Regions from separate parts of the Mus musculus genome. Here regions 2, 3, 4, 5 and 6 are each linked to region 1. Evidence: chromatin contacts called from public Hi-C and HiChIP or PLAC-seq data. All regions are on one chromosome and are shown on one strand. Each heading gives the region's core, a stretch centred on a gene start, on an enhancer-like site or on the middle of the called end of the contact. The rest is flanking DNA. Distances are from core to core; before and after follow the strand shown. Region 1 holds the start of Pcdh18 (protocadherin 18). Region 2 has its middle 42 kb from the start of Gm40042. Region 3 has its middle 61 kb from the start of Gm40042. Region 4 has its middle 69 kb from the start of Gm23096. Region 5 has its middle 120 kb from the start of Gm40042. Region 6 has its middle 130 kb from the start of Pcdh18.

The links. Hi-C and Micro-C count contacts between places; a contact is called where the count stands out from the background. HiChIP or PLAC-seq counts read pairs in DNA pulled down with a chosen protein or histone mark.
Region 2: a Hi-C map of muscle stem cells shows a contact between it and region 1, with 3 times the contacts expected there. The contact joins the enhancer-like site here to the promoter of Pcdh18 in region 1. A contact is called at or near these places in 3 of 39 promoter capture datasets (the 3T3-L1 cell line and maxillary cranial neural crest), 4 of 484 Hi-C or Micro-C datasets (epidermal suprabasal cells, muscle stem cells, nephron progenitors and 1 more) and 4 of 115 datasets of contacts at active chromatin or transcription factors (the NIH/3T3 cell line, craniofacial prominence, embryonic limb bud and 1 more).
Region 3: an H3K4me3 HiChIP or PLAC-seq map of embryonic limb bud shows a contact between it and region 1, with 3 times the contacts expected there. The contact joins the enhancer-like site here to the promoter of Pcdh18 in region 1. A contact is called at or near these places in 3 of 39 promoter capture datasets (cranial neural crest, maxillary cranial neural crest and second pharyngeal arch cranial neural crest), 1 of 484 Hi-C or Micro-C datasets (nephron progenitors), 4 of 115 datasets of contacts at active chromatin or transcription factors (the NIH/3T3 cell line, craniofacial prominence, embryonic hindbrain and 1 more) and 1 of 9 other capture datasets (adipose tissue).
Region 4: a contact with region 1 is called in a Hi-C map of muscle stem cells, with 2.4 times the contacts expected there. The contact joins the enhancer-like site here to the promoter of Pcdh18 in region 1. A contact is called at or near these places in 1 of 39 promoter capture datasets (maxillary cranial neural crest), 4 of 484 Hi-C or Micro-C datasets (cranial neural crest, muscle stem cells, stem cell-derived neural progenitor cells and 1 more) and 1 of 115 datasets of contacts at active chromatin or transcription factors (embryonic limb bud).
Region 5: a contact with region 1 is called in an H3K4me3 HiChIP or PLAC-seq map of craniofacial prominence, with 5 times the contacts expected there. The contact joins the enhancer-like site here to the promoter of Pcdh18 in region 1. A contact is called at or near these places in 6 of 39 promoter capture datasets (the 3T3-L1 cell line, cranial neural crest, frontonasal cranial neural crest and 2 more), 6 of 484 Hi-C or Micro-C datasets (the 3T3-L1 cell line, embryonic fibroblasts, nephron progenitors and 1 more), 4 of 115 datasets of contacts at active chromatin or transcription factors (craniofacial prominence, embryonic limb bud, embryonic midbrain and 1 more) and 1 of 9 other capture datasets (adipose tissue).
Region 6: an H3K4me3 HiChIP or PLAC-seq map of embryonic midbrain shows a contact between it and region 1, with 4 times the contacts expected there. The contact joins the enhancer-like site here to the promoter of Pcdh18 in region 1. A contact is called at or near these places in 4 of 39 promoter capture datasets (the 3T3-L1 cell line, cranial neural crest, frontonasal cranial neural crest and 1 more), 8 of 115 datasets of contacts at active chromatin or transcription factors (astrocytes, craniofacial prominence, embryonic hindbrain and 5 more) and 1 of 9 other capture datasets (adipose tissue).

Annotation. Positions count from the first base shown.
Region 1 is chr3:49,755,573-49,759,326 of GRCm38.p6, forward strand. It overlaps Pcdh18 (protocadherin 18), which reads right to left and starts at 1,744. Exons shown (of 4, transcript NM_130448.3): 1 at 1-1,744. The coding sequence starts at 1,292.
Region 2 is chr3:49,981,909-49,985,662 of GRCm38.p6, forward strand. No RefSeq gene overlaps it. Among named protein-coding and RNA genes, the nearest start is that of Gm40042, 42 kb to the right of the region's middle. Within about 2 kb of position 2,078, at least 8 of the 459 cell types and tissues checked have an H3K27ac peak or open chromatin away from gene starts, as enhancers often do. A contact at or near this core is called in the NIH/3T3 cell line and muscle stem cells, where this site is marked.
Region 3 is chr3:49,963,711-49,967,464 of GRCm38.p6, forward strand. No RefSeq gene overlaps it. Among named protein-coding and RNA genes, the nearest start is that of Gm40042, 61 kb to the right of the region's middle. Within about 2 kb of position 2,026, at least 3 of the 459 cell types and tissues checked have an H3K27ac peak or open chromatin away from gene starts, as enhancers often do.
Region 4 is chr3:49,587,464-49,591,217 of GRCm38.p6, forward strand. No RefSeq gene overlaps it. Among named protein-coding and RNA genes, the nearest start is that of Gm23096, 69 kb to the right of the region's middle. Within about 2 kb of position 1,713, at least 1 of the 459 cell types and tissues checked has an H3K27ac peak or open chromatin away from gene starts, as enhancers often do. A contact at or near this core is called in muscle stem cells, where this site is marked.
Region 5 is chr3:49,907,431-49,911,184 of GRCm38.p6, forward strand. No RefSeq gene overlaps it. Among named protein-coding and RNA genes, the nearest start is that of Gm40042, 120 kb to the right of the region's middle. Within about 2 kb of position 1,646, at least 60 of the 459 cell types and tissues checked have an H3K27ac peak or open chromatin away from gene starts, as enhancers often do. A contact at or near this core is called in adipose tissue, craniofacial prominence, embryonic fibroblasts and 5 more, where this site is marked.
Region 6 is chr3:49,884,652-49,888,405 of GRCm38.p6, forward strand. No RefSeq gene overlaps it. Among named protein-coding and RNA genes, the nearest start is that of Pcdh18, 130 kb to the left of the region's middle. Within about 2 kb of position 2,145, at least 8 of the 459 cell types and tissues checked have an H3K27ac peak or open chromatin away from gene starts, as enhancers often do.

The sequences.
Region 1 (3,754 bases), core at 494-2,993:
TACTCAGATCTCTTTTCTCTATCCAGAGTGGCATTGGTCAAGATCAAGTAGTTATTTTCATATGTCTTCTGAAGTTTAAAATGTCCATGCCCATGAAGCTTACAGATTATTTCCCCATTCAGCCCAGAATCCTTGTCTTGAACCCTGACGATAGCAACGAATGTATCAATGGGATCCCCTTCAAAGACATAAGATACTTCTTCTTTTCCAGGGGACATGAGATTTATGCTAATTTCAGGTTTATTGTCATTGACATCCACAACCTTAATTATAATTTTGCAATGAGCAGGAATGGAATTGGGACCCAAATCTTGGGCTTGAACGTCTATCTCATAGGACTTGGTGATTTCATAATCCACTGGCTTGAAAAGAGTCAAGTGGCCTTTTTCTGAGTCGATCTTAAAAGTCTCTATAATTTTGGGAGACACATGACTGCTGAAAGAATACACAATTCTCCCATTAGCGCCCTCATCTGGATCGGTGGCATTTAGATCAAGGAGCAAGGTTCCAACTGGGGAGTTTTCTAAGAGTTGTATTGTGTAAGAAGGCTGCTCAAAGGCCGGGCTGTTGTCGTTGGAATCCGAAATGCTGATTTTCAGGATGGAGGAGCCAGACCTCTGAGGCACTCCCATGTCGGAGGCGGTGAGCTGAAGCTCGTAGCTAGCCTTCAGCTCCCGATCCAACTCTTTCACCACTATGAGTTCAGCGTACTTGGCCCCGTCTGTCCTGGTTCGCACTTCGATATTAAAATAATCATTAGCAGAGAGCGAGTAGGTGTGGAGGGAATTTTCCCCAACATCTGGGTCGAACGCACTGTCCAGGGGGATACGAGTCCCAACTGCTGCGCTCTCCGATATCTCAATGGGAATGACGGGTCTCGAGAATTGGGGGGAATTGTCATTAATGTCCAGCACGTCCACTTCAATGTGGAACAGCTGCAGATGCTCGGTCGGCAGAGTGAGCACATCAAACTCTATCGAACAGTTCAAGTTTTTTTGGCATAGTTGCTCGCGGTCAATTTTAGCCCCTATGCTGATTTCTCCGGTATTCTCATTTACGACCAGGAGAGGAGAATTCCCCCGTGGCATGGCTCGAAAACGAACAGCAGAAGGATTTGGTAGCTTCAATAAAACATCAGCCACATCTTCTGATAGTCTAGCAATTACCGATCCGACCCTCTGCTCCTCATAAATCCTGTATTTCAGATTCTTAGCCAGGACATCGTGGCTGAAAAACGCCATCAGAAGTGCAAGTGCAAATCTAAAGTGCATTTTAGTATTCATTTGGTGCATTGGTCAGTTGCTAGATTCCCTTCTCAGGGCGAGTTAGAAGAGCCCAGCAATCCCTTCAACTTCCTCCCAGCCACTCAGAGCTCTAAGCCACATCGGGTCTCAGAGTCTTGAAAGCGACTCTTAATCACACAGCAATTAAACAGCTCGCAAACTTCAGTTTTCATACACACCGTTTGGCGACTTCCAGATAGGAGCGTGAAGTCCCTTCCTGGTAGGGGTGGCCGCTGGTCCTCCTGGCTGGGAGCAGCGTGTCACCTCGGCCTGGCTCCCCGCGTGGACTCCGTCCCCATCTATTGCAGGGTGCTGGCGGAGTCTGCAGTCTGTGTTTCCCGGGCGATTCTTGATTTTCCCCCCTTTCCTTTTCTCTGCTCCGCTGCAGACTAAACACCGGTGATTGCTGACTCCAGTCTGAAAATCTCTACAACTTCACTTCAACTCAGACAAAGCTCTTTGCCTGGCGTGTGTTGAATCGCTTCCAGCCAATCAGCGAGCTTCCAAATCCGAAGCTGCTGGAGTCACCGGAGCGAGGGAGGGCGCGCGTGGAGGGTGGGAGCGGGAGGGTGGCGGGCGCGGGTTGGGGACCCGCTAGGGGCGCGGGAGCGCGGCCGGGGGTGGGGTTCAGCCCTCCCGCCCCTCCTCCATCTCCATCCACTTTCTCCAAGCGTGCCGCGACAAAGGGGAGACAAATTACAGCAGGAGAGCGGTGTGGGGGTGGGGAGACCGGGAGGGAAGGAAAAAGAAAGGAAGAAAAAAACTTTAAATCAACTTCTGGTCGCCTGTATTTATATATGGCACATTAAATAGTTCTTGTTTTCTTAATTGATCTTTTCTTCTGCTACAAACATGTAATCATCTTGCTTTTTTCAGGGTTCCTTAACTGCTGGTTTCACTTAAAATACCTCCAAGTGAATTTTGTCGGTGGAGGAATTTAATAAAATGGGGAAACTTGCTTCTAATTATGCACACACCCCCTCCCCCTCGGCGGGTCTTTTCTCCTCCAAGGAGCAGCAAGCCGATTTTCTTGGAGCTCTGTTTTAAAGAACAGCCCAAGTGGAGAGGTTTCATTTTCTGCTTTCTTTCATCTTTACTCTTTGAAGATAAGAAAGGGGCCTATCTTGCACTCCCGATTTCTCTTAATTAGCAAGATTTAAAGGAACACCTCAGAGTTTGGAACTAATTAGCAAAAAAATTCTACCTTATTTCAGCCCTTTCTTTAGCTTGAGCAAAATTGTTCCATATATATATATATATATATATATATATATATAGCCTTGCACTTAAAAAAATCCTATTTATTTTGGGCAAAATTGATAGCTTGGGTAAAATTGGTAGCCTTCGCCTAGCGAATTCTTCCAATAGAGTACTATCTACCCATAGTGAGTTTTCACAATGAGTTCTGAGGAGACATGGACTCAATAGTTTACAAGTCAAATTTTTATAATACATACATTATTTATGAAAACAGTTTCCAGATATGTATTTTAAAAACCCAAAGGTTGTTTACACTGAGAAATAAAATGCCTGAGCTGAAAATTGCATTTTGTGTGCATCAGAGTGCTGGAAATATCTCAGGAGGTTGGTGCTGTATCCAGGTCACGGGGTTGATATGGTATTCTTATTGGGAAATATGATTATTTATGATGCTCCTTCTGCTCTGCGGCTCCTTTTAAGTTTATCACTCTGGCTCCATTCTTGCTCACCCTCCCCACCCCCCCTTTGCATTATCCCTCAGCTGTCTTCAGCTACTTGCAAATTCTGTGCTTCACAGAATCTCCATGTAACTTATTTGACATTTATTTTTCTCCTATTTTGCCCCCCAGAAACACATTTTTTTAAAAAGTAATTTTCTGATTTTTCCACTTTGCTTACTCTCAGCAGAACTCAGCTATAGTCACAGAGAAGGTACTCCCCCAAGAAGAAACCAGAGAAGAGCCCCAATACAAACTCTCCTTCATTCTAAGCATTCAAAAACATTTTATGAGCCATTGTCTCACCCCCATTCCCACCCCCAGAAACCAGTGCTGTGTGTCAAATTGTGCAGACTAGGATGTCTGCTATGAATGTGTTTAGTGCTATGTCACTCTGATGAACACTCTGCCCCCCCAATAACACCATTTTACAAGTTTGCAACCCTTTCAAATTGCTGATCCCCAAACCCTATAGACAAACTCAGAAAACTACCATAAGCAACTGGGACTTTAGAAACTCACAGCCATCTGGCCTATGTCGCTAACAATCTGAGCCAATAATTATGTCAGTTCGGGCTTTAGAGAGCCTCTCTGTAAAAGCCAAAGGAACAAAAAAAGGAGTTAGTGACTATTCAAAATTAGGGAGAGAATTCCAAAGACATCTAAGTCTATCAGTTTGAGGACTTTCATCTGTGAATGTGATAAGCATACTGCCACAACGCATGCCTTGGCTTGGTCATCTTCATTTATGGGATGCGTCTTACATTTGCTTAG
Region 2 (3,754 bases), core at 828-3,327, 230 kb after region 1:
ATAATGTAATACTCTAAAACCACAGCCCAATCTACTTCCTAAACCATTGTAAATTCCTATATATGGGAGCAACTTGGCTTTTATTCTAAGTGATAGTGTGGGGAGACTTTTACTAATAAGTAATGTAGTCTGCCATACATAACTATAATAAGAATTCTAAACTTACTTTGCTAAGCTTGCCCTGAGATTTCTAACTCTATATAGTAGATAGTAATGCCTGATTTCTTTCACTATCTCTCTTACAATACTAGAGTCAATTCTGAATGTCACTGAATAGGCAGCATTCTTACCGAATTCAAAGTCTGTGGTCTGCTCAAGGACTACCTAGGGCATTGGTGAAGGCCAGGAAGCAAAGTTCAATTTTGCTTAGGTATTTGGCAAGTCATTGCTTGGAGGCACCTATAATAAAACAATATAGAAAGAAAGCACACAGATCCATTCACAAGGACAAGTTTGGAACATTTGTTATATGGGATGTCATGGTTCCAGGAGACTAAGTTTCCATGAACTTTTCGCCTTAGAACTACGTCCAGGTTTCTAAACCTGTCAAGCAAGTCACTACTGGAGTGGATGTAGCAGCTGATAATGAACTAAACATCTAAAACTGTAAGCTAGCCCCAATTAAATATTTTCCTTTAGAAGAATTGTCTTGGTTATGGTGCCTCTTCACAGCCATGGAACACTGACTCACTCAATATGATCCCTTCCAACTCCACATATTTACCTACAAGGTTTATAACTTCATGTTTCTTTACAACAGAATAATATTCCATAGATGAATCTTTTTATTAGATATTTTCTTCATTTACATTTCAAATGCTATCCTGAAAGTACCCTATTCCCACCCTGCCCTGCTCCCCAACCCACCCACTCCTGCTTCCTGGCCCTGGCATTCCCCTGTACTGAGGCATAGAATTTTCACCAGACCAAGAGCCTCTCCTCCCATTGATGGTCTACTAGGCCATCCTCTTCTACATATGCAACTAGAGACATGAGCTCTGGGGGTACTGGTTAGTTCATATTGTTGTTCCCCCTATAGGGTTGCAGACTCCTTTAGCTCCTTGTGTAATTTCTCTAGCTCCTTCATTGGGGGCCCTGTGTTCCATCCAATAGCTGACTGTGAGCATCCACTTCTGTATTTGCCAGGCAAGGGCATAGCCTCACAAGAGACAGGTATATCAGGGTCCTGTCAGGAAAATCTTGCTGGCATATGCAATAATGTCTGGATTTGGTGGTTGTTTATGGGATGGATTCCCGGGTGGAGCAGTCCTTGCATCCATCTCAGCTCTGAACTTTGTCCCTGTAACTCCTTCCATGGGTACTTTGTTCCCCATTCTGAGAGTGTGTATGAATCTTAATTTGAATATCCCAGCCATCGGTTCAGGGCCATTTAGGTTTTCTCCACTTTGTAAATCCTGTGGAGCAATGGACAACACTGATCAACTATCTGTTGAGTATGATGCCCTTTGAAAATATTTGAAAGTTACTTGCAATTTCTCCTTAGGATATTGAAGAGTTAAGTATAATTTTGTGAATGGTAATTAATACAAAAAGTGCTCTTTCAGCTTCATTTCTCATCTGTGAAGCAGAAATAACTAGCCTTTGTGCCACTTAAAGGCCAAGTTAATTAACATACAAGGAAGCTGTTTGTGTTAAAATGCAATATGTTGCTTAATTGACTGCCATACTTTTTAAATTGCTGAGTCATCAACTTCATTTTTGGTTTGACATAAAACAAAGTCTTCCTTTGGCTGCCTACTACGTAACTCAGTGGTGATAAATAACAGGAAAATGGGTGGAAAACACAAGGAAGCCTGGTAGCAATGCTAGTATGCATAGAACTGAGCCCAAGTCCTTCCAACTAAACCAAAACATATTCTTTGCCAACATTGAATCCCATGTAAGTTTATAACAATCCTGGAAATGACTGAATTGTACAAACCCACCCAGATGAGTGAAGCAGGTGTCTGGCAAGGGAAGAGATGAAAATTGTTTATACTCATCTCTCCCATAAAGAGGAAGAAGACATAATAGGCAGGCCAGTTCCAAGGAGCGCTCTATGCCAACCTTGTACAGCAGATGGGATTCAGCGAAACATCTCTGTGACTAAGAATGAAAAGCAGTTGCATGAGTCACAAATAAACACATAAATACCTCTTCATTTTCTCTCAATCACGTGATATGTTTCTCAGATTTTGAGATCATCAAAATGTGTAACAACCTCTGGCCTACATTAACAGGAAACAATGTTAGGGAACTTGGAGTTAGCTCTGAAAAATCTGCACTTCTGAGTAAGTGGGCAACAAACTGGATGAGCCTGTTTTTATGCACAAACATAGTAAAATGTCTTTGAGATATTTACATAAAGATCATAGTTTGCAAGTGGATGCATGCTTGTAGAAAAGAAACAACTGACATTTGTCAAAGAGATGTAAATATGAGTTTTGTGATAGCTTATCTTGCTTGCCAACTTGACACACCTTTTGTAGAGGAACTGCCTCCAAAGGCTGACCTCTGGATATGTCTGTAAGGTTATTTTCTTGATTGCTAATTGATGTAGGAGAGCCCATCCCATCATAGGCAGTGCCACCCCTGGGCACATGGGCCTGGACATGTAAAAAAACCATATGTAAAATTAAAGCACAATCTTAGATATGTAACATCCAGACCCTTTAAATGTCATCCTGGTAAGAAACTTAAAGCAAATTTTCAACTCTTCTTTGATTCTAATTTTTCAAATAGACTTTATTTGTAGAGTTGTTTATGTCCTCATTAACATAGAAAAAGAGACAGATGACTCCCACATGACCCCTGTCCCAGCTATGCATAGCCTTCAGCAGTGGCAACAGAACAAATTGAAGTGGTACATTCATTTGGTAAATTTTATAAGCTTACATTGACTATAAAGAATTACTGACCAAAGAGAATAGTTTGTATTTAGGTTCACTCATGGTCCTGTACATTCATCAGTTAAGGTCTGCTAAACACAGGAACACAAGGGGCCATAAGTACAGGTTCAGACGCACTAGCTACGATGCTTTAAAAACACTTAAGCTTGCCTGTCATCCTTCTCTCCCACTCACCTCCCTCAACAGCTCATCTTATATAATTACACCAGAGTTTTGCTCGTCCAGAATTCCATGTGGTTGCAATCATTCACATACAGACTCTTCTAACTCAGTGATCTCATTTATTAATATGCATTTGAAGTCCCCATATCTTTTCTTGTCTTGATAGCTTATTCCCAGTTCAGTTTGAAAAACATTCCACTGTCTTAATGTATCAAAATGTATTTGTATCATGGACCAGTTGGTTGAAAATATTTGCAATTATAAAGCACACTACTATAAATATCTACATGTACACTTAGGTTTGAATATGTTTTCAGCTCCTTTGGGTAAATACCAAGGACCTAAATTGCTAAATTATACAGTAAGGTCATATTTCATTCATGAAAGCAACACCAACTGTCTCCCAAAGTATATCTACTATTTTGCATCCCTGCCAGCCATAAATGGCAATCCCTACTGTTTCACACACTTACTAATATTTACTGCTGTTGTAAGTCTTCCAGATATTGGCCATTCTAATGTATGTATAATGGTGTTTCATTGTCGGTTGTACTTGTTGCTGTAATTGTTGTTGTTGTTTTGTTCCTTAATTGGACTTTGGGTGTATTTATTTAAATATCACATACTTTTACATTTCTTTTTACTTATTCTCTCATATATTACAACCCAACCGCAGTTTCCCC
Region 3 (3,754 bases), core at 776-3,275, 210 kb after region 1:
CCAAAGAATGGACCAAGAAAATGTGGTACATTTGCACAAAGGAGTATCACTCAGCTATTAAAAACAATGACATAATGAAATTTGCCAGCAAATAGATGGAATTAGAAAGATCATCCTGAGTGAGTTAACAGACCCAATTGTCATCACAGACGCTTCACCCAGCAACTGACACAAACAGATGCGGAGACCCACAGCCAAACATTAGGCTGAGGTTGAGGAATCCTGCAGAAGAGTGGAGGAGGACTGTAGGGTGCTAAGGGGTCAAGAACATAACAAGAAATTCCAGAGAATCAACTAACCTAACCTAGTCTCACATGGACTCATAGAGACTGAACCAAAAACCAGGGAGCCTAGATAGGGTTGACCTAGTCGCTCTGGATATATGTTTGAATTGTGTAGCTTAAGTCTTCTTGTGCTGCTGCTATCAGAGGGAGGAGGGACTCTTTCTGATTCTTTTGCCTGCTTCAGGGACTCTTTCTTTCTACCATGGTTGATTGATATCCATGGGAAGCCTGCCCTTTTCTGAAGAGAAATGGAGGTGAAGTGGGTGGGCAAGCAGAGTGGAACTAGGGGGAAAGAAAGAAAGGGAAGCTGTGGTTGGAAGGAAGAGAGGAAAGAAGGAAGTAAGAGATGAACCAAGGAAGGAAGGAAGGGAAGAAGGAAGGGAGGGAGGGCAGAAGGAAGGAAGGGAGGAAGGAAGGAAGGGAGGGAGGGAGGAAGGAAGGAAGGAAGGAAGGAAGGAAGGAAGGAAGGAAGGAAGGAAGGAAGGAAGGAAGGAAAGAAGGAAGGAGAATACATGCATAAAACAAGACAAAAACCTTAACAAGTGGATCTTAACATTGGATCAAATGTTAATAGAAGGCATTTTCTTTATGGAAAATAATGATTAAAACATGGGAGACATAGTGTTGTTGCCTCCTTATAGCAAATCATATTGAAGTCTCAATGTAGAGTTCTGTGAACATGTTTCTTGTATTTCAAAATCAAGTGCTCTGAGGCTGTTTGAAAGCTGAAAAAAGCATTTCACACACATTGGCTTTTTTTGTTTGTTTGTTTGTTTTGTTTTGTTTTGTTTTGTTTTGTTGTGTTTTGTTTTTCAAGACAGGGTTTCTTTGTATAGCCCTGGTTGTCCTGGAACTCACTTTGTAGACCAGGCTGGCCTTGAACTCAGAAATCTGCCTGCCTCTGACTCCCAAGTGCTAGGATTAAAGGCGTGCACCACCACTGACAGGCTACACACATTGGCTTTCTAAGTCAGTTGCTTTTCATGGAGATACAGAATTCACTGAAGTACTCAGGAAAAAAGACTTCAGCGCAAGCATGCTGCTCAACTCATACAGGAAATTCCAAAAACACTTTTTCTCCTCCTTTCCCATCTTTTTAGATTCTTTAAATAAACTTTATAGATTATTCAGTGGTGGTTTTAATTTCCAGTTGCTTTCCCTTGAGAGAAGATAGACATCCAAGTGTTTTCAAACATGTGAGTGCAGAGGAAATAAGAATCAGGAGTTATTGAAATGAATAATCTGGGTCCCAGTGTACTAGTGTAGTTGCAAGCATTTGGTGGGAAGGACCCTGACAGATAGAACACTCACTCTGTTTGACATTCAAACAGACAGTCAGTATTTAAAGAGATGAGAGAAGAATTCTCTTTTTGTTGTTTTTGAAATGTAGATGCACAGAGAAAAGAGAAGTTAGGTAGGACTCAGGTTCTTAAATTTAAATCTGTGCATCTCAAAGCTGCTACAAAGAAGGCAGGTGTGAGACTCCCCTCTCACAAGTAAAGCACATAGGTGAAACACACTAGAACAAGAAATGACTATCTTGAATTCCAGACTCACTGAAGCCAATTTGACATGAATATCTCTCAGTCAGTCACTAATGACCTCCGGGTTAGGAATTGAGAAAACTACAGATATACAGAACAAAATTAAAACCCTTAATGACTTCCTGGAAGCTAAGATTGACACTAGCACCTGTGTTTTCTTCATAGGAGTTCCCTATCAGTAGACCTTGTGCATACAGGGACCACCCGCAACTTCATAAAACACTGTCTTACCCAGACTTCATACATAAAGGGAAAATCTTGGCTGCTCTGGGATTCATTTGATTTTCAAAGTAAAGCTTTTAAAAAAAAACAAAACTGTAGATTTTTCCTTCACAGACAGAATGTTTTTCCTCAACTCTCTGAGTAAGTTTTTGAATTTCCAGAATATTCTCAATGACTTAAAAGTAATGAAGAACAGATCTCTGTGCACTTTAAAAGTGTGTATTTTTTATAGTGTGGTTACTACACCTGTGAGCAATCAGACGTTTCCAGTTTCTTTTTTCAGCTTCTTAACTTTATCTGAAATATGCACATTCGCCAGATGCGTGGAGTGTTAGTTTGGTGGCAGAGTTATGAAAACGTAATGGTACTTTTCCCTCTGTCACTTTGAACTAACTCTACATTAGAGTTCCACAACAACTGTTGGGACTGGGTTTGTTATACTCAGAGAAAAATAGTGGCCTTAAAATATTTCCATATTTTCTTTGAGAAAAAAAAACAAAAATAAAAGAATGAAAATAAATAATTGCTTCTTGCTTACCCGGCTTTAATTGGTTGTATAAATCTTCCCACCATTCTTTGGTTATAGATAATTATTCCTGCTCAATGTTGACATGCTTTGTTTTCCCATTCTAAAGTTTCATGGGGAATTTACAAAACAGATCATTTTCAGAAACCATAGACAAATTTTCTCTAGATGTATTGAGTCAATAAAACAAAATTGGTGTGAACCTTTCAAAATGGTTTCCAGAAAGGAAAGAAGCTTCCATCTGTCACACATAGCCCTTTTCTTCATCACACCAAATTTCCCTGTATCACTTAATCAGCCAGCTAGAAACTTCAATTAGAGATGAAAAGTGGAGCAGATAATGAAGAACATGATTTACTTATTTGTGGCAGTAATGGCAATGAGAGATGACATCAAAGGTAGTTCAATGATATCTGAGAGTTAGTCCAACTAGATTGAAAAAGAAAGAAAGAAAGAAAGAAAGAAAGAAAGAAAGAAAGAAAGAAAGAAAGAAAGGAAGGAAGGAAGGAAGGAAGGAAGGAAGGAAGGAAGGAAGGAAGGAAGGAAGGAAGGAAGGAAGGAAGGAAGGAAGGAAGGAAGGAAGGAAGGAAGGAAGAAAGAAAGGCAGCCCAGTGACAGACTGGAACCCTGGAAGATCATCACACCAGGTTAACTTGTTAGATTCATGCTAGCTTGCCTGTCAATACATGGCAGTTAGAAGCATTTATTTCATCTTATAAGTCTGTACTATAGTTGTACATGTAAAAGTATTTGTAAGAAAGGATGTGGGTGGACATAGGTAGTGTTTCCTTCCAAAAAGAAACAAAGGGGAATGGATTAATGAAATCAGGTAAAATATTTTTAATACCCTTGTGAGGACCTACTCTTTTAAAGACCAAGAGTAAACTATCTGAGAAAGATGGGTTTCCACATCTTTAGATTTCAAAGGAATGCAAGAAGTAGGAATTCCCATCCTGACACTCACAGAGCTTCTAACGCACTTGAGGCCCAGCAACAGCTGTGGACGTACCATCGCTATGGTTCCATCCTCCCAATGCAGTACTGAACGACAGACTTACTTGAGGACATGGAGGTGTTTGACTGACAACCTGTATGTATGCATGGAGTGTGAGGACTGCAATGGGTGCAATGCTAGTTCTTACACTGGAAATCCACCCAGGACTGTGCAGAACAAGCTG
Region 4 (3,754 bases), core at 463-2,962, 170 kb before region 1:
ACGTGAAGAGAAGAGACTTCAAGAGTGTGTAAAGAGGGATTCGCTAGATTAGATGATGCAATGAGGTCTGCATAGTACAATAATAACTATCTGCACACTGGAGAGGCTGAGAGCCCAGTGGCTGATTAGGACATAAAAGTGGATGCCTTAGCAGACCCAAGGCTGGACCTTAAGGCTGAAGGTCCAAAAGATTCACAGAGAATCAGCAGCATCCACCCCATGTTGGAAGGCTGGAGAAGCTGTAGTTTGATGTTGGTGGAAGTAAGACAATCAGAGGACATGGTGGGACTTTGATGGAACGTCTTCATAAATTGCTACCACGGAAGCTTCTTCTGTGAATTTCCTCTATAAACCATAAACAGACATCCATAGATACGTGTCTCCTACATGATTTTATATTATTGCTTCCAGCTAAAAGTCAGACTCTTCACCATTTAATCAATATAAGAAGTTTCAGGACCAGCAGTCTCAACTAACTTGGACCCTGAGATCTCTCAAGCACTTGACCACCAACCAGGCAGTATACACCAGTTGATATGAGGCCCAAAACGCATATATAGCTGAGACTGCTGGGTCTGGATTCAGTCAGAGAACTTAACCCTCAAGAGACAGGGGACCCCAGGAACTTTAGAGGTCTGGTGAAGGTGGAGGGTGGGGACATACAAGTGGAGGCAGGGAGAAGGTATGGGATATAGAACAGTCGAGGGTGGACCAGGAGGGGAATAAACTCTGGAGTGTAAATAAATTAATAAATAAATAAAATAATTACCCATGTTTAAAAAAAAAAGTTTGAGGAACCAAAGGCATGTGTGTGTGTGTGTGTGTGTGTGTGTGTGTGTGTGTGTGTGTGTGTGTGTGTGTGTGTGTATGTGTGTGTGTGTGTGTGTGTTTTCAACATTCTTAGTGATCAGGGAAATGCAAATCAAAATAACACTGAGATTCACCTCACACTAATCAGAATGGCTAAGACGAAAAATTCAGGTGACAGCTGGTGAAGATATAGAGAAAGAGGAACACTTCTCCATTGCTGGTGAGATTGCAAGCTGGTGCAACCACTCTGAAAATAAGTCTGGCAGTTCTTCAGAAAATTGGACATAATAATTCCTGAGGACCCAGCTATACCACACCTGTGCATATACCCAAAAGATGTTCTAACACATAACAAGGACACATGCTCCATTATGTTGACTGCAGCCTTATTTATAATAGCCAGAACCTGGAAAGAACCCAGATGTCCTTCAACAGATTTATGGATACAGAAAATGTGGTATATTTACACAATGGAGTACTATGCAGCTACTAAAACAAAGACTTCATGATATTCTTAGGCAAATGGATGGATCTGGAGGATATCTTCCTGAGTGAGGTAACCCAGTCACAAGAGATCACACATGGTTTGCCCTCACTGATAAGTGGATATTAGTCCAAAAGCTCCAAATACTCAAGATACAGTTCACAGACCACATGAAGCTCAAGAAGAAGACAGACCAAAGTGTGAATGCTTCAGTCCTTCTTAGAAGGGGGAACAAAACACTCAAAGAAGGAAATATGGAAACAAAAGTATGGAAAAGAGACTGAAGGAAAGGCCATCCAGAGACTGCTCCCTCCCCTGGGGATCCATTCCATAAACAGTCACCAAACCCAGACACTATTGTGGATGCCAAGAAGTGCTCACTGGCAGGAGCCTGATACAGCTGTCTCCTGAGAGGCTCTGCCAGTGCCTGGCAAAAACAGATGTAGATGCTCACAGCCAACCATTAGACTGAGCACTGGGACCCCAATGGAGAAGTTAGGGAAAAAAACTGAAGGAGTTCAGGGAGTTTGCAACCCCAAAGGAAGAACAACAATATTAACCAACCAGACTCCCCCCCACCCCCCACCCCACTCCTCAGAGCTCCCAGGGTCTAAACCACCAACCAAAAAGTACACATGGAGGGACCCATGGCTCCAGCTGCATATGTAGCAAAGGATGGCCTTATCTGGCATCAACTGGAGGAGAGGCTCTTGGTCCTGTGAAGACTTGATACCTCAGTGTAGGGGAATGCCAGGGTAGTGAGGTGGGAGTGGGTAGGTGGGTAAGGGAGCATGCTCATAGAAGCAGGGGAAGGAAGGACGGGATGGGGGGTTGCAGAGGGGGAACTGGGGAAGGGGATAACATTTCGAATATAAATAAATAGAATATACAATAAAAAATCAATCAATCAAAAAGAAAAGAAAATCACACACATTTGGTTTCCATTGAAGATGAACAAGGTAAAGCTCCAAAGCAATAGAAACACAGTCATCATGCTTGCCCTAGAACTCACAACATGCTATGTATATTTTGGTTGGTGGAAACACATCTCATGGGATTCATAGAGATTAGGAGATGACTTTCTTGGCCATTCTCTCCTTTCCCCATGTGGGTCCTGATCCTTGATCCAGGGAAATGAACCCAGGTACTCAGGATTGTCAGCTGGTACCATCATGAACTGCATCATCTTCTCAACGTATATGTAGTTCTTAAAAGCTCAACATATGTGAACCATTTGGTATTATATCAAATAGTTGAATTGAGAAGTCATAAGTCCACAGAGACATAACATCTGGCTTATATGACTCTATACAAATGAAAGAAAAGTAATGTAAGATTTTAGTGATTGTAACCAAAATGACTGGCCAGTAGAGGTAACTAAGGGGATAATTTTGAGCAAGCCACAAACTGGAAGTTTGCAAACATTCAGAATAGTTTTCTATTAAAGTCTCTTAAAATAGATTTACATTTTTTGAGAAGTTTAAATGAGAATGCTTTCCATAGGGTTATATATTTGCATATATGGTCATTTGTCTGTAGACTGTTTGGAAAATGGTGGGAGGTTTGTTCTGATTGGAGGAGGTGTATTTCTGGGATGGGCCTTGACATCAGGCCCTACAGCAGGTACTTTCTGCCTGCCTGTCTGCCTGCAGATCAGATTGTAGGTCTCAAATACTGATCAGTTCCATGCTTGTCACCCTGCTTCCCTCTACGGTGACAATGGACTACCCTCTGGAATTGTGAGCAAGCCCTCAATTAACATTTTTATACAAGTTTTCTTTTTATTAGGGTCTCTTGCTGTGGTCATGGTGTCTTTTCACAGCAATAGAAGCGTGACTAAGACACATTTTCTACATAGTTCTTTAGTTATAGAGTCTTGAAAAGGGAAAGAATAATGGCTCTCATGATATTTCTCTGCACCAAGGTTTGTTCAGGTGGAGTTTCCTCTATTTCAATTCTTATATTCAAATATGAAAGCATGATAACACATATGCATAAAGATTATGTGACAAAACACACTCCTTTACCTGATATCCTGAAGATAAATTTGAAAAATTCTTCATTTCTGTGTCATTTGTAAGACACACATAGACAATACAATAAAAAGCAAATGCAATTTTTATATGGAGTTAAATATCAACCTAGGCTAATTTTGGTCACTTCTTGAACATATACTGTAGGAAATTCCTACAGAAGAGCATCTCTCGCAGAATGCACAACTCTGGACAGCTGAAGAAAAGTATAGAACTGACCTCAAGTATAGAACAGAACTCCCTCCTGCCACACGTCTCTAAAGTTGTGCACTGCTTTATGGTTGGTCGCAATCGATTACTTTTTACATATCCATAATGCCAAATCTTAGCTTGTTTTCCAGTCTATCCCAATCAGGTTTCAAATAATATATACTTTCTTATTTATAAAAACACATGAGCATTGAAGATTCATTCTCTATTACACATA
Region 5 (3,754 bases), core at 396-2,895, 150 kb after region 1:
GTTTACCTTGAAACTTTGACAGTCTAATGTTCTTCCCTGTCTCTAGTTAAGTTCTCATGGCTGCAGGATGGGTAGATTTGATGTGACTCTTTCCTAATCCTTTCTCATGGAGCTACTTTCTCAAATACTGGTGGGGAAAATCCAGGAACTCCAGAATCTCGACTTTTTCTCAGTGCTTGCAGTCCCCTAACACCTACCTAACAAACTCAGAGATCCAACTCGTCCTTAGCAAGATCAGCATGGAGACATGGTCACTCAGTCTGGATAGCAGCCTACAATCTGCAGTTTCTTAAGACTGCCTCTGCATTCCCAGCAACCAACAGAGCCAATGGCTTGAGCTATGGTTAATCATGATTATCAAGTGATAAGATTCAGAATTATTTTGGAAGCAAAGCACTGGGCGTAGCGGTGCTGGGTTTTCTAGATTAGGATGAGGAGGGAAGGGAGGATCTACATGAAGTGTGTGGGGAGCACCATTGCATGGAATGAACTACTGTTCTAAATAAAAAGGAGAAAGAGTTGAGAATCTACCTTCATCACAGAATCTCTGGTAGTGACCATAATGTGAGCAACTAACCACACTCTTTGGCCTCCCTTATGCAACTGTGCTCTTGAACTGTGAACCAGCATAACTCTTCCTTTCTTAACCTGCTCTTGTCACATATTAACAGTAATTACAGAAGTAGCTGATATAGCAAGCAATGCTTGAACTTCCAAGTTCAATCCCTAACACCCCTTGAAAAGGAGCCCCAAGAGTGTGATGTTCACAAACAGCTTTTCCTTTAGCCACAGTCTCTACGGAAACACACAGTTCTATTACATCTTTCTTCCCACCAATTCTATGACCAGTGTGTGCATCTCAGATGCATATCTTAGACTGTTTAGGACGGAAAAACGGGTGGTGGAACACAGCAGCGTTTGCCCCAGTCTTCCCCACTTTCCCGATGTGCTCTCCCACATTTTATTCCTCTGTTCTTCTATTAGACAACATGCCAATGAGCAGGATTCTAGGACTACGACAGAAGCCTTAACTTTTTGGAAACCTCCTCCCCACCCCCACCACATCCCTGCAAAGTACTTGGCTTGGGTAAAACAAAGAAAGTCAGTTTCCAGCAACATTTGGATGTTTGTGTTAGCCAGCCTTACAAGAATCTAGGACATTTTTGCTTTCACCCGTGAAGGCTGAGGTTCAGAGACTGACAAAAAAGCTTTGTGTTTTTCTTTATCTATCATAACCTATAAAGTTCCCAAGACTTTATGTAAGACAATTTGTAGCCCTTGGCATCTTAGCATTTTTACAGTGTAGAAAGGCAGTGCTCTGTGTGGCTGGCAGGACAATAGGTTCTGAAGCTCAGCAGGCATGCCGATGTATAATAATGTCAAAGGACCAAACAGCCATAGCTTCTAACCCTTTGTGTTTACAGTGATGATTTCAGGCAGTTGCGGTACTCGAGTTTTCAATCTCTCTTTTAAAAGTTCACTCTTGAAGTTTGATTCCCAAGGGAGAAAATACACTTCGTACATCTCATAGAGGGGCAGCATCAGTTTTTTTTTTTTTTTTCACTTCCTTCTCCTTGTTTGTCTTAGCTGCTGCACACTCAGAACTGCCTGAGAGCCTTGGGAGCTTTAGGGAGGTTAACTATTGGGTTTCATCTCTGCCTCACAGAAAGCATCTGAAAATAATCAAGATACAGAGAGAAGCTTGGAATGGGGGCGGGAAAGCCTTCAGGATTTGATTTAGAGGAACTTCCACTGTGAGCCACATTTCTTTGTTTACATGCATTCCTGCTCAGAAGGCCAACTTCCTGTCGTAAAGCTGCGTACAGAATTCGAGTATTCAGAAAACAACATGGCTCAATCCATCAGAACTCTGGAAGGGGACTTCGAATAACGAATAACTATTACTCTCAAAGGGCATGTTATAAAACCCAGCACCTCATCCGCGATTCTCGCCATTCATGTGCTTTCAGAGACATGAGTCTCTGCTGCTTCCACAGAACAGGAAATCAGAGCTTCTTACTCACAGAGAAAATGGCTAGTATAGACTTTGCCTGGAGACACAAAGGGGTATAGTAGAAATTCAGAAAAGAAACAGGAACTTTCTTAATGTGATAAAACCAAGAGAAGACACTATGAATGTAGTTCAGCCCCTGGAGTGCAGTGACCAATCACTCAGAATGTAGATGGCCCCTCCCCCCCCCCTAGTTCACTGCTCTTCTGTCAATTATCTTCTATTGATTAGGAATTCCACATCACTCACTTCCTTTTGAAAGTATTGCTCAGATTTTTCGGACTTAGCCCACATTCATAATTCCTCCACAAATATCAGTTAGTCTTCTGTGGCAATACCCGTTTTCATGACATACTCTAAAGATGCTGCTGTAGCCTCCATTTCTAGCTCTCTGCTCCTCACAGTGTACCTCACAGCATTCAGCTTCAAGTTTCCAGGTCTATGTAACTAAACTAAGCTTAAAGAAAGACAAAACTACCACTCAGAGGTCCCTCTTTGCAAGGTCACCGCCATTGTTATTAAGTCAAAATCAGGGGCAGTTTCAGCATCCCCTTATTCTCTGTCTGTTGTCAGTGGGCCCCTCATATCACCTCACCCTTCTTGAAAGCCTGATTTGGTGGCCATTACTGAGCCTGTGGAGTTATCTTCAGGGTCACTTCTTTCTCCATCTGGGATTAAATCTTGATGCTTTGCAGTATACCATTACCAAATGTACCTCTTTCCACATGCTCTCGTTGTTTGTTATAGCCTTGGCTGCACAAGAAATACTGATGAATCCCCAAACGACATTTCTATGTTTCTTGTTCATGTTTTGTATTAATTCAGGGACCCAGTCCTACCCATCCTAAGTATAATTCATATAATCCACTAGTCTTATGATTTATCACTGTTGCTAATCTTAAGAACAACATGCTAAGAATGTAGATCGCCCTATATGTAAGTCTTGGTTCTGCCTTCTCTTGCCTGCACAATCAGGGGAGAGTTAGTTAAATCCCTCTGCAGTTCACCTTTCTCCTTACCAAACTGAGTCTGGAAAGAGTAACTTATATGAAATAGAGATTTCATTGTTTTGACTACCATGGTTCCATTGGCCATCTTATAACTCTTAATAAATGGAATTACCGCCTGATATGTTTTCTCCTCCATCTTGTCTTACTTATAATTATTCTGCAAAGCAATCAAAGAGTTCATTCTGCCAAACTTCACTATGACATCTTTTTTGATGCCAGAATTCTGAGCAGAATTCTGCTCACCTTTATTTTTACAATGTAACTTATGACTCAAGGCTCAACGATTCTTGCCAACTCCACAATCCAAACAGTTGAAGACAGAGGTGCATTGCAGGGGAGGGGGGAGCACAGCAGAGCCATCCTCAGGTTTGAACCAGCAATTGCAATTTCATGCATCCAGCTTCTCAGCAGGACAAGTATTTTCTCTGGGACAAAAATATGCTCCTTATCTCTATCTGCATTCAAACTTGCATATAAGCTGCATTCAGGACACATAGTCAAGTTTTAAATGGGGCTTAATAGTTTTCATGGGGAGGGCAGTAAAATCATATACTAAGCAGGTTACCAAAACCATAACTGTTCTCACACAGCTTCTGTTTAGCCAGCTCTCATCTACATTCTTTCTTTGTCTGACCTCCTTACATTGCGTTCCTGGTGTTTCATTTCACTCTGTCATGCTTCACTGTGCTGTGAGCAATAACCACAGGGATGAAGTGAATTGATTGTGTTCAGT
Region 6 (3,754 bases), core at 895-3,394, 130 kb after region 1:
TTGTTCTTCTTGAGTTTCATGTGTTTTGCAAATTGTATCTTATATCTTGGGTATTCTAAGTTTCTGGGCTAATATCCACTTATCAGTGAGTACATATCATGTGAGTTCTTTTGTGACTGGGTTACCTCACTCAGGATGATGCCCTCCAGGTCCATCCATTTGCCTAGGAATTTGATAAATTCATTCTTTTTAATAGCTGAGTAGTACTCCATTGTGTAAATGTACCACATTTTCTGTATCCATTCCTCTGTTGAGGGGCATCTGGGTTCTTTCCAGCTTCTGGCTATTATAAATAAGTTTGCTATGAACATAGTGGAGCATGTGTCCTTCTTACCAGTTGGAACATCTTCTGGATATATGCCCAGGAGAGGTATTGCGGGATCCTCCAGTAGTACTATGTCCAATTTTCTGAGGAACCGCCAGACTGATTTCCAGAGTGGTTGTACAAGCTTGCAATCCCACCAACAATGGAGGAGTGTTCCTCTTTCTCCACATCCTCATCAGCATCTGCTGTCACCTGAATTTTTGATCTTAGCCATTCTGACTGGTGTGAGATTGAATCTCAGGGTTGTTTTGATTTGCATTTCCCTGATTAAGGATGCTGAACATTTTTTCAGGTGCTTCTCAGCCATTCGGTATTCCTCAGGTGAGAATTCTTTGTTTAGCTCTGAGCCCCATTTTTAATGGGGTTATTTGATTTTTTTGGAGTCCACCTTCTTGAGTTCTTTATATAATTTTTTAAAAAGGGAAAAAAAAACAAAGAAAACATAGCAGCTCTTGGTAGAGTTGGGCTTGTTTCTAAGATGTCTATGTCATCTTATGTCTCAGCAGTCACAGGACAGCAGCAACAACTTTTATATGTGGGAACTGTGTGGTTTTTCTATCGTCCTAGAACATAAGGACAGAGTCTTGTTCAATAGTCTTGGCAGGTGCTTTCTTTGGCTTTTAGGAATATGACTTCATTTGATGGATATATTTTTAGTTCCCCCTGGGAAGTTGCAAAGTGGAATTACTTTCTTGTCTTCCTATTTGTTATTTTTATGGCAGGTCCTTAGCTATAGATACATGTTTGCCTGGGATAAATAGCCCTGCCAGAGTAGCATGACATTATGCAGTTAGCACTGAGAGTTTTTTCTTTTTTAGCACTGATCTTTGTATGGTCTGAAAAGAATTCATGGAAACATAAAAACCACATTATGAAAATAATCTCACAAAAATTAAAATTTTGTTGTTAATCTAGAATTGTACAATTTCCACTACATACTTTCTGTGTGTGTGTGTAACATTCAGGAGTCTAGTTGGGAAGTAAATATGTTTAAATAAATGATATGTAATATATAAAAATCTCAAAAATAATTTTAAAGTATTGTATTAAAACTAATAGCGAAAAAAATCTCTGAACAATAAAAAGTATAAGCAAATTTAAAACAATATAAAAGTTTAGCATAGAATATGCTTATTAAAGGTTTAAATTGTAATATCAATTTTCTACCTGTGGAAAGCAATTAAATTACTGTTTCTTATATCCTAATATTTAACTAGACTATAAGACTGGTTTGATATTCTGTTCACATCAGGTCATTTATTTACATGTTACACATCACTTAATACCCCATTCCAGACATCAAACTTTAAAGCAACAGGAATGCAGATTTTTATCTTTGAAAATGTTTTCTGTCACTGTAGTGTAAATGAATAAAAGTGGGTAGATCCTTAGACAGTTGCCTTCATAGAGCGTAAGAGAAATGACAGCATCATGACAGAAATGCATGATGAGTCCTTTGCCCCTCAACTTACAGCTCTCCTGTGTATTGCAGACTTCTGGGGGGTTGTTGTTGTTGCTGCTGCTGTTGTTTTTGTTTTGTTTTGAGATATCAGCTGCTTGGTCGAATTTAAAAGTATGTTGCAAGAACAATGCCATCGTATTCATATCTCGAAGGCTGTAACTCATTGGATACCAAGTGGCTGGAAAGAATAGCCACGGTAAGATCAAGCTGTCTGAGTGGGAGAGGAATTATAACACCCTCTAATGTGATTAAGGACGTGACAAAACAAAACAAAACACCATCCCACCAGAGCCAGACTGAGGCTGCCAGCTTGTGGAGACAACCTAACAGTGGGGCTATTCATAGGACTGTGGGCATGACAAGATTCTGCCTAGACCACGGGGGCACATTTTCCAAGGAGGCCTCACAGATTCTTTATGTAGTAATAGGATTTGTGGGCATTGCCTCTCGTGCATGAAAAATTCACATTCATGTGACTGATTTTCCATGCCACAGTGACTTAATGGGACAGACAACGCAGAAAGGTGCAAATGTTCTGGCTACTTTCTCTGCTCTTTCTTTCCTTTATCACTGGATGATGAATGAAGATGAATGGAAAACTTACCTTGAAGAATTTAAAATGACGGCATGATACAAAGTGAAGTTAAACTATTATAACTCATTGATATCTGGTGAAAATAAGAAACTAAATATAAAAAAAATCCAACTCTCTCCCTGGAACATAAATCCAACTCTGAAGGCTTTCTTCAATCTGATGTAACTGGCTCCTTTAAAAGAGCCTCCGTTTTAATAATTGAACTGTGGCTGAGGCTCTCTGGGCAGAATTGTACAATTTTGCTTTTCCGAGAGATGCTGGAAGCAGGTTATAAAATATGCATGCTTTACTTTTTTGTCTCTGAATTAGTGGGTAAAGATTTCTTAATTTTATGGCCATAGGCTTCTTCATTTCCGTTCCTCTTGTCTCAGACTGTGGCAAAAGTTTTATCCAGTGACATGAATTCTGTCCTCCCATTTTGCTCACATTAAGTTGAGTTTTGGCCAAGTATTATGTTAGATGGAATCACTGCTGGGGATTCTGTGGGTGTTACTGGGAATTACTTGGATGGAAAAACAATATGTTGGCTCAGTGCAAGCTGAGAAAGCACTGCTGCAGAGGCACGAGGGAGTACTTAGCAGTTATGTGGCAGTGGCTGGAAGACTTTCTGCAGCATTTCCAACCAAAATATCTCCACTCAGAGCTTTGTTCCTTTCCATTGGTGACACTTAGGTTCCCAGATTCTAAATGGCTATCTTAGTTGAGCTATTTTTTTTTCTTATGTAGCACTTGCTTAATCCATTAATTTTGAGCACTTTAAAACTTGATAGTTCAGCATAAAAGATAAAAGTTAAAGGCTAATGATAAAAAGCATGATAAGAAAAATCAAAAAGAACTTTGGTTAATAATAAAATGGAATCTGTCCTTTCTCTATTTTTCACTAGTTTTATTTTTACTTCTGTCAATGCTCAAATGCTTAACATAAAAGGGCCATCTATCTGTGTGTTCTCCCTCTATTCATACCAGTGATGTTCAAGTCCTTTGCTCTCTAAGCCTCTTTACTCTCAGTGCTTGTTTCTTAGTCTGTTAGTCTAATGGGGCATCCTGTTTGTAGTTTGTGATCGAATCTCCATTACTATTTTATAAAGTTTCAAAGACAAACAAGTTTTCCTTTTGGAGGCAAAAGACAATTGTTCTTCCTTAGACTCATGTTTAGACTCAAATTGTCTGACCCTAAGAAACCCAACAATGTCAGACAACCTAGGCAGTTGGTCATTCTATGAAGATAGTGGAAGAGCTGAGTATCTATCCTGCAGCTAATGCAAAAATGAATAGTCGTTCTACATTCAAACTCATTATTGTAAGGAAGAAGAAAGATCAGTTCCCCTGTGTATCTTGTTGTATACCTATCCCTACTTCTAAAAGTCGAGTA